3 separate regions of the Danio rerio genome follow, and regions 1 and 3 are each linked to region 2. A link is a contact called in public Hi-C and HiCAR-type data. All regions are on one chromosome and are shown on one strand. Each heading gives the region's core, a stretch centred on a gene start, on an enhancer-like site or on the middle of the called end of the contact. The rest is flanking DNA. Distances are from core to core; before and after follow the strand shown. Region 1 holds the start of park7 (parkinson protein 7). Region 2 holds the start of mrps16 (mitochondrial ribosomal protein S16). Region 3 holds the start of tas1r3 (taste receptor, type 1, member 3).

Region 1 (3,310 bases), core at 570-3,069, 220 kb before region 2:
TATTACATAAATAAATTATTTTTTTAAAGAAGGTGTATACTTTTTTTTAAAGTTAGTTATATCGTAAGAAATATCATGATCGCAACACTCAACAACAAAATATTGCATATTTTCCCAGTATTGTGCAGAACTACTTAAGAGTTACACTAAATTGTAAAATTTAGATAAGCAGGTACTTATAATATGTAAAGTCAGACCTGTTTGTGTGCGTCCTCCAGGCTGGAGTCTGGGCAGATCATGACCTCACGGCTGCACTGAACCGGCTCTTTACCTGCCAGACCTGCGACAGTAACAGCGATCTACGAGAAAGGGACAAAACACTCTGCTTATTGATATTTATTGAATTTGTAAATTAAATGTAACATGCATGAGACATAATTTATGACTAGAAACCAAATTGCTATATTCCAGTGAAATACTATAGTATTTCACTATAGTAATGATGGCCAGAGCCAGACAGAAAGATTTCTTAAATGTTTTTTCTGTATTTCTGCACAAAATTAAGCAAAAAAAAAAAAAAAAAAAAGATTAAATTAATACTCTGTTTTTTTATTATTATTTAATTTATTTATTTATGAAAAGTGATTTTGAGAGTATAGGGGCTAAAAACAACATAAAATAAAAAATAACTTCTTAATTGTTATTTAAGGTTTACAATTCAAATGCAAAATTGGACCCACTAGCATTGTATAAGAAAGCTAAAGTACGACTTTTATATCACACATCCTCTAATAGACAGAAAATATTAGCGTACAAATTGTATTGCACATAAATTATCTAAGCATTGGCAACTTATTCTATGATAATACTGAAATTAATATTAAAACTGATTAAATATATATTTATTTAACACATTTACACAAGTAAATAAATAAACTGAATGATGGCTTAAAAATCAGCAGATTCTGTGTGGGCCTAATGATGATATATACTGTTGATGCATTTAAATGCTATGATTTTTCCTATTATTCACTTAAAGACTGCATGATATTGATGAAATATTGATTAATTATCTGTGGTCATTTGATCTAAATCACAATTATTTGAAATAACCACTATAAAGTTTTGATGAAAATCCAATTCTTTATAATAATTTCATAGCATTAAGGAAAATCAGTGGCCTATTTAATTGTGCGTAAAGTAATATAGAAAATTAAAATAATTTCTTAAAACAAAAAAAAACATATTTAAAAAATGAAAAGAAACTTAAATCCTAATTAAATCACAGCTTTTTATGTGCCAAGAAGCATAAAATTCAGAACTGTGACAGGACTGTTTTTCAAGATTCTTTCCTAAATGTAATGCACAAAAGCTCAACAATATAATTATTTATTTATTAAAGCCATATTTGACCAATGAAAGTATCAACTTTCTCTCAAAATTGACCAAGACATAGAATCAGTGATTATGTAATGTGTCCTGTAGAGAGGCAAACTTTGGCATTTACACACTGGCAGCAGTAACTGACCACCATAACGCTGCACACAAGCAATATTCATACAGTACAACTTTATTATCTTCACTTCACTGCACTAACGTTAATTAATGCATGCATGCATGTTAAGAATACCAACACACATTAGCATACCAGCTGCATACAGACATCACTGACACACGTTATTGACATTTGGCAACACATTTGCACGAGTTAAATGTTTTGTGTCTACAGACCCCCGCTCTGCGCATCACATCCACCGGGATTACAGTCTCCATCTCCTCCGCTCCTTTCGCAAGAATCACTAACGCTCTTTTACCGGCCATAATAACCGTGCGTCTAATAACCTGTGCGTGTCTGCAATGCAACCTCACTCATGTACTTTTATTATGGAAGGCGTTTCCGGGAGTAGGTGGGTTATGGGGAACTACCAGGCAAAATAAAAGTTTTCTTCTTGTAAGGAGCTATTCTATGGTCGTTTGTTGTTGTTTTTCTTTTTTTTTCTTTTTTCAAAGAAAAAAAAGGCATTAAAAGATAACAGATTTTATTTTGATTACTGAATCATCTGTAAACGGAGATTGATTCCACGTCAAACTTGGGTATATTTTTTTCTTAAATTTTAATTTGTTTATTTAGTGGAGTGTTTATGTTGTGCTTAATATGCTATTAATTTTAATCCCTCGTAACGTTCTTATTCCAAATAAAATTAATGTGTCACTGTTTGTAACAGTACATTGTAACTTCTACACTAAAATATGACAAAAATTCAAGACAACAAATATTTTATGTTGCTTTAATTTATTTTAATAAGTCAATCGAAATATGTATTTCAACTGAAATCTACAGACACAAAATAATAAATAGAGTTGATAAAACACTTAAATTAATATTTTGGATATTTACTTAGACATTAAAAAACATGCAGTTTTTTTGACCTGCACTGACTATATAAAATAAAATAAAATAAAATAAAATAAAATAAAATAAAATAAAATAAAATAAAATAAAATAAAATAAAATAAAATAAAGGGGCGTCAATCGTTGCATAATCGCCTCACAGCAAGAAAGTCGCCGGCTCGAGTTGGGTCAGTTGGCATTCCTGTGTGGGTTTGCATGTTGCACAGTCCAAACACATGCGCTATATGTAATAGACTAAATTGTCCTTTGTGAATGTGTGTAAATACAAGAGTGTGTGGGTGTTTCCCAGTTAATAAAGGGACTAAGTCGATAAGAAAATTAATGAATGAAAATAAAATAAAAATAGTTTTTAATTCTGAACAATTTCACTGTAAAGAAAATGCAGGCCATTTTAAAGAAATGCAGATCTTCGGCCACTAGAGGACGCTGGAGACCTTTTTTTCAGATGCACTTGCTTGTTGATGGGCTTGAAACGGCCTCATCTTCGCCATCATGTATTAGTAACAGTAAATTTGCCTCTGAAGACAATTTTATCGTCATTTCAAATGCATTTTAGGATGAACGTGTTCATTTCAATCCAGATAAAGAACAATTTGAAAGATGAAGGAATTAACATTTACGAACAAATAAAAATGCTACTCCAGAAAAACTATTCATATTGTCATAGATCCTTCAGAAATCATTTTAATAAAATCAATTTGTGCACAACACTTTTTAAAATCATGAATGTTGTTGTTTTCATCCACTCAGGGCTGATTTTGAGTCTTAATTTGGCCACATCTTTGTTTCAGTAAATGGAATAATTTTTGGTGACAACTCTTATTTTGACACATATTTTGGGAATATGTGTCAAATGTGTCATATGTGTCATTGTAATTTTTCAAAACCTTAAACAATACACTCTTGGGCAAATTGACTTCCTTTTCGTATCCATGATGCCCTTCCGGTACTGGGAAA
Region 2 (3,253 bases), core at 506-3,005:
TTTCAGGTGATTTATAGACCTCAGTTTCCAAAAACAGACACAATTTTGTCTCTCCTGGGGTCTCCTTATCGATTCAATTCAATTCAATTCAGCTTTATTTGTATAGCGCTTTTACAATGTAGATTGTGTCAAAGCAGCTTCACATAAATGGTCATAGTAACTGGAACAGTGTGGTTCAGGTTTTAGTGTTTAAGTTCAGTTCAGTTCAGTTTAGCTCAGTTCAGTGTGATTTAATCATTACTAAGAGTTCAAACACTGAAGAGCCAATTCATCGATGCGTAGCTCTACCAATCCTGAACCATGACATAACCAACATATCGATGACCTGTTTAAGAGTAACACAATTCATTTACAAATCACCAGAAAGCTGTATAAATAATATTTATAATATTTTAAAATCTGGAACTTGAGGGTTAACAAAATCTAAATATTGAGAAAATGGCTTTTAAAGTTAAGCAAATTAAGCTTTTAACAATGCACATTACTAATCAGACATTGAGTTTTGATATATTATATACAGTAGATATTTTTGCAATATTTAGACATATTGCAATGAAAATACTATTTATACAGCTTTGAGGTGATTTATACATCTCAGTTTCCAAAAACAGACACATGTCTATCTCTCCTGGGGTTTCATTACCGATTAACTGTTTAAAAGTAACATAATCAAGTATTTTAGACAAGTCATTTACAAATTATAACTGATATCCTTGTTGTAATAGTTAATATCAAGATCTTGCTTCTGCTTGTTGTCTTACACAGACCTTGTCCTTAAGTGAGGACTTCTCTTTTTTCTGCTGTGTTATCTGATCATCTGAACAAGCTCTACAGGACAGTCACGGATGATTATGGCTGTAAAAGCTTGTCTTATGGTCCACAGGAGCATGAGATCTTCACAAGAGCATCAGCCGAAAGTGAAGAGAATGGGAGTTTTCAGTCCAACTTTCTCTGCTGATCCACCATAGAAGATGCATTTGGCTTGCCCTGCATCCCAGTACTGTGAAGCATCTGTCTATACACCGTTAATTTCTTCACTTCCTTGTATGCTTAATTATAGTAGCATTCACAAAACATTGCTTTGTTAAAGTAAAAATGTAATGTCATCATAAACACTAGCTTAGAATCTCCATGCTAGTTTGATGTTTTAGTTGATGATAACGAGGATAAATAATGCAGCTTAAGTCAGAACAAATTAACTACCTACTATTGATATCTTCAAAACACAAGACAGATCTTCGTAGAACAAAACCGCCATCTAGTGACTGAAATTGCGGCATTACATCTACTGTTGACGCGGCGCAGACTACTAGAACGTGCTGACGTGACCTACTTAATATTCATGCGCAAAGCCTTTACCATAGTATGATTGTTGCTAGATCAGATACAGTTGCGAATAAGAATTGTTTATAAGATTTACAAATTTATTGTATTTTGTTAACGTTTCCCCTTACCCTAATCCTAAATCCTACCGTCACAGTAATGTAAAAACAGTATTGCATCGAGTATTGTTGATGTTATTTAATAAATTACCCAATTAACCTTCTTTTTTAACGTCTACCCTTACCTCAACTTTAAACCCAACCATTACAGTACTGTAAAAATATTAATTATTGTTATACACTATCACAAAAATAATGCGATATTGACGCGCGTTTCCGCAGCTGTATCCAATCTAGACTTTTCCCCATAGTAGTATCAACAAATACGCTTCCGGTTCAGCAGAAAAACATGTCGGCGCCCTTGCGAATGTCATGTTGTTGACTTTCTTTATGTAGTTGGCTTTATTTGGGCGATACTTCAAAACATAATATTTATATTCCCTAACAATTCTACATGCAGTTACCGAATTTATAAGGTATGTGTTTTTTTATATAGGCAAATGCGTTTTACCGCTGCTCCGTGCCTTCATCCCACATGAAATCATGCTCCGTTATTGTAATTTATAGCAAACACTAGAGCTTTGATCCATACTATAGTAAAGTAGTTATACTCTAGGCCTATATAACAGTTTCTACAACTCTGTTAATGAATGCGACAGCATTAATATGTATGCACTATAGTGAACGGATTGCAATAAATAATGTTGTATAATTTAGTTTTAAACTGTGGAGTATAATATATGTACAATGTACAGTATTGGGTAACTTGTTTATATTACTATAGTTGTTGTTATACTATAGAAAATATCGAAAAACACAGCAGATTAATACACATACTTAAATACTACTGTTTTTTGAGCCATACTGTAGTAAAGTTGCTATAGTATTTTAGATGTGGGATATCTCATATTAAATTATTGAATACTAGGTTAAAATCTAATTTAAAAGACTTTTCACTTATGGTATTATATAAATTATTTTCTATTTACTAACATGTTTTTTTTTTTTTTTTTGTCTACAGAGAATCTGTCAATAATGGTCCATTTATGTAAGTATTATTGATGCAATACAGTTGAAAGCAGAAGTTTACATACATTGTATAAAAAGGCACATAACCACAAAAAAAAAAATCAGATTTTATTGTGACTAAACTTTTTCTCTTTTAGGTAAGTTAGGATGATCAATTTTTTTGTTGGGCTTAATAGCAGAATAATAAGAGAGATTTATTATGATTATGATTATTCTGCCTCTGAAAAGCTCAGATGATGGTGTCAAGGTTTTGAAATTTTCTGATTGGCTAATTCACCACATTTGAGTTAATGTGAGGCACAACTGTAGAATAATATTTAAGGAAAACCTCAAACACACTGCTTCCTTGTGTGACAACATGGAAAAATCCACAAGCCAGAATCAACAAAAAAGCCAGATTACAATTTGCTAAATTACACTGGGAAAAGGTTAATATTTGGAGACATGTCCTGTGGTCTGATAAAGCTAAGATTAAACTGTTTGGCCATAATGACCAGTGTTACATTTGGAGGACAAAAGGGAAAGCTTACAAGCCTATGAACACCATCCCAACTGTGAAGTATGGGGGCGGCAGCATCATGTTGTGGGGCTGTTTTGCTGCAGGAGGGACTGGTTCACTTCACAGCATAGATGGCATCATGAAGACAGAACATTATGTAGAAATACTGAAGCAACATCTCAAGACATCAGCCAGGAAATTAAAACTTGACCACAAATGGGTCTTCTAAACAGACCATGACCCTAAGCATACTGCCAAATTAGTTCAAATGTGTTTTAAGGACAACAGAGTGAATGTTTTGGAGTGGCCATCACAAAGCCCTGATCTCAATCCTATAGAAAAT
Region 3 (3,106 bases), core at 565-3,064, 170 kb after region 2:
CTATCAAAAAACATTAGCTTAAAGGTGCTAATAACTTTGTCCTTAAAAATAGTGTTTAAAAAATTAACAACTGCATTTATTCTAGTCTAAATAAAACAAATAAGACTTTCTTCAGAAAAAATATTATTAGACATACTGTGAAAATTTCCTTGGCCTGTTAAACAATTTAGGAAATATTTAAAAAAGAAAAGTAAATTCTAAGGGGGGCTAATGATTCTGACTTCAACTATACGTGTCTTAACTTCTGTATATTGCAAATATTCACTAACATCCTAATCAATTAAACATCTCTGATAATCATCCATTCATTAATTTTCCTGTGGCTTATTACCTTTATTCATCAGGGGTCACCACAGCGGAATGAATCGCCAACTTATCCAGCATGTGTTTTACACAGCAAATGCCCTTCCAGCTGCAACTCAGTACTGGGAAAAAATCTCTGATATATTTAACATAAATCTTACAATTTTTAATATGTATAAATTAAATCTTATATTATATTTTAAATTACTTTAGACAGTTTTATTTATGAAAAAATGCATAAAAAGATTCTATTTTTTACAGTGTGTGCCAAAGGTCTATATGTGCTCTAATGTTTATTTCATTATTATTTATGCATGAGACAAAACACTTGAGAAAGTGCTTTGAATCCAAGCCACAAACAAATTTTTCTAATTTCCACAATTTCTAAATGCATAATGCTGCCACATTTCCATTGTTTATTTAACATCGAAAAACAACAGTTTGGAAAATGCACAGTTTGATTAAAAATGTGTATTTTTAAGAGTTCACACTTAGCTGATGATTGATATTAAAGCTTGTTTGGCATGCTGTCACGGAGAGAGCCCTGAGCTCAGAATATCCTAGAGCCCGGGGCTCCCTCCCATTTGAAGGGCAAGAGGAGAGTTTCTCGAGAACTCCCCTTTTGGCGAACTACTGAGATATATCTCGCTAAGAGTTGCCTTAGGGGGATGTTATTTTGAAGTAGTCAATTCAGTTATGGTGTATGTCTTTGGACGGTGGGAGGAAACAGGAGAACCCGGGGAAAACCCACATGAAGAACACGCAAACTCTGCACAGAAACGCCAGTGTTCTTGCTGTGAGGCAACAGTGCTACCCACTGGGATACCGTGCTGCCCTATCAGAGAAGGGGAGGAGTAGGTGGAAAGGGGGATTCTTCAAGATGAAGATGACTGGAGTAAAAAGCTCTGGTAATTTATAGTGTGTCAGTATCTGATTGGTGCAAATTTATAGAGCGATACCAGCTGTGTTCAATCATAAGCACATGATCCTCTCGAAATTAGTTTATAAATAAACCACACGTAAGTACATATAAATATTTTTACTCAGTGCATACTAAGCTATTTAATCTTTTCTGGAAAGCAATCATTTAGTAGCTTTGCAAAAAAAAGCAGCACAAAATAACCAAAATAAACCAATGTAATTATTATGATTATTGTTTAATAATAATTAATTAACTGATTAAAATATAAGAAATTTAAAAAAGCCAACAATTAACAAAAGAACACACACAAGGTGGATGCAGCTCTAGTAAACAGCCTCTTATACTTCAATACTGAATGTAATTTAAAACCAACTTCAACACTGAGGTGAAACCAAAACATTTTCATGTAAAGCCCGAATGAATCTTGATGTAGACCCCTAATTTACATGCGAAGCACAGGAAAGCTGATGGCAGGACAGTGGGGTGTGGCGTTTTACTCATGTACGTGTTGTTGGTTGACCATTTAACCATCATAATCACTGGCCACTGAGAGAATCTCATCACATCAAAACAAGAAGACCCTCAGAAATGCTTCTACTGAGGTCAGTGCGGCTATTTCACATTTTGCTTTAATTCACTTACATGTCATAGTGAAAAACTGTTTACCTTCTAGGATGAAGAACAAGTGGACTTTTCTGGTGCTCTGTGGCATTCTGGGGTCTGGACTCGGCGACAACCCATCATGGTTCAACAACATCACTACAAATTTTTTCAAATCTCCTGGAGATATTCTCATTGGAGGACTATTTCCCATCAACCAACTCACAAGTGAACTGAGCCAACGGGTGAAACCTGATGATCTTCAGTGTGACAGGTAAAATTGTGTATGACACACTATAAAACAAACGCTCTCCTCTCCGTATGCACCAGACAACTTCATATAAATTCTCCATATTTCTGGAAAAAAAAAAAAAACATTGTGCAATTCTTAAGCTGGGTTCACTTCGAACTTGAAAAGCTGTGTCACTTGCTTACAGGATGTTTTTCCTCTCAGGAAAATTTGTCACTTGAGCTCAATTATTAAAACTTGCATGGTGGACGAGATTGAGACCATGGCAAACACATCACAAATTTCAGTCTATGCGGCAATGATTTGCCTCTAATTGCACATTTGCATTGACTTTGTATGTATTTTACGGGCACGAATAGTTAATTCAGCATTTGGTGTGAACCCAGCATTAGTGTGCTTCAGGTGAGTGGGCTTGACAGAACAACTGTAGGTCACACACTTTCTTCTCTCCATATGCACCAGACATTTTCTTATCAACTTTCCATTTTCTGGAAAACATTGTGCAATTATTAAGCTAAGTTCACACCAAACTTAAAGCACTGTGTCACTTGCTTTAGTTTACTCACGGGATGTTTTTTTCTCTCTCAATTTAGAACTTGCACAGTGAACGAGACTGAAAAAATTTCCATGGCAAACATCCATTTCACATCGTCCGGTCTATGCTGCAAAAATTCACCTCGATTTGCACATTTGCATTGACTTTGTATGTATTTTACTCCCATTAATACTTAATTCCGTATTTGGGTTGAACCCAGCATTCCTGTCCTTGAGCGTACAAAACAACTGGAAACACACTGACTCTCTCCTCTCCATGTGCACTAGAAACTTTCTTTTAAACGCCTCATGCTTCCGGTAAAAATTGTGCAATTGTTAAGCTGGGTTTACACCAAACTTGAAGCACCATGTTACTTGCTCTAGTTTACTCTCGGGATGTTTTTCAATGATTAGAACTTGTGCGGTAGAAGAAATTGAGGCAAATAATGCACATTAAGGGCAAATGCATCACACATTTGGCATTATTTGTGCTATGT

Evidence for each region. Hi-C and Micro-C count contacts between places; a contact is called where the count stands out from the background. HiCAR-type assays count read pairs that join an accessible place to other places.
Region 1: a contact with region 2 is called in a HiCAR-type map of caudal fin, with 5 times the contacts expected there. The contact joins the promoter of park7 here to the promoter of mrps16 in region 2. A contact is called at or near these places in 6 of 18 Hi-C or Micro-C datasets (caudal fin, embryo, hematopoietic stem cells and 1 more) and 2 of 4 datasets of contacts at active chromatin or transcription factors (caudal fin and embryo).
Region 3: a contact with region 2 is called in a Hi-C map of an unstated tissue, with 2.5 times the contacts expected there. The contact joins the promoter of tas1r3 here to the promoter of mrps16 in region 2. A contact is called at or near these places in 2 of 18 Hi-C or Micro-C datasets (caudal fin and an unstated tissue).

Annotation. Positions count from the first base shown.
Region 1 is chr11:43,778,829-43,782,138 of GRCz12tu, reverse strand. park7 (parkinson protein 7) reads right to left here and starts at 1,819. Exons shown (of 6, transcript NM_001005938.1): 1 at 1,672-1,819; 2 at 198-299. The coding sequence starts at 1,761.
Region 2 is chr11:43,561,681-43,564,933 of GRCz12tu, reverse strand. mrps16 (mitochondrial ribosomal protein S16) reads left to right here and starts at 1,755. Exons shown (of 4, transcript NM_001006030.1): 1 at 1,755-1,858; 2 at 2,404-2,430. The coding sequence starts at 2,418. All of the region lies in intron 2 of LOC141376673 (a long non-coding RNA gene), which reads right to left.
Region 3 is chr11:43,392,900-43,396,005 of GRCz12tu, reverse strand. tas1r3 (taste receptor, type 1, member 3) reads left to right here and starts at 1,814. Exons shown (of 9, transcript NM_001039628.1): 1 at 1,814-1,827; 2 at 1,899-2,099. The coding sequence starts at 1,814. All of the region lies in intron 3 of LOC137496731 (a long non-coding RNA gene), which reads right to left.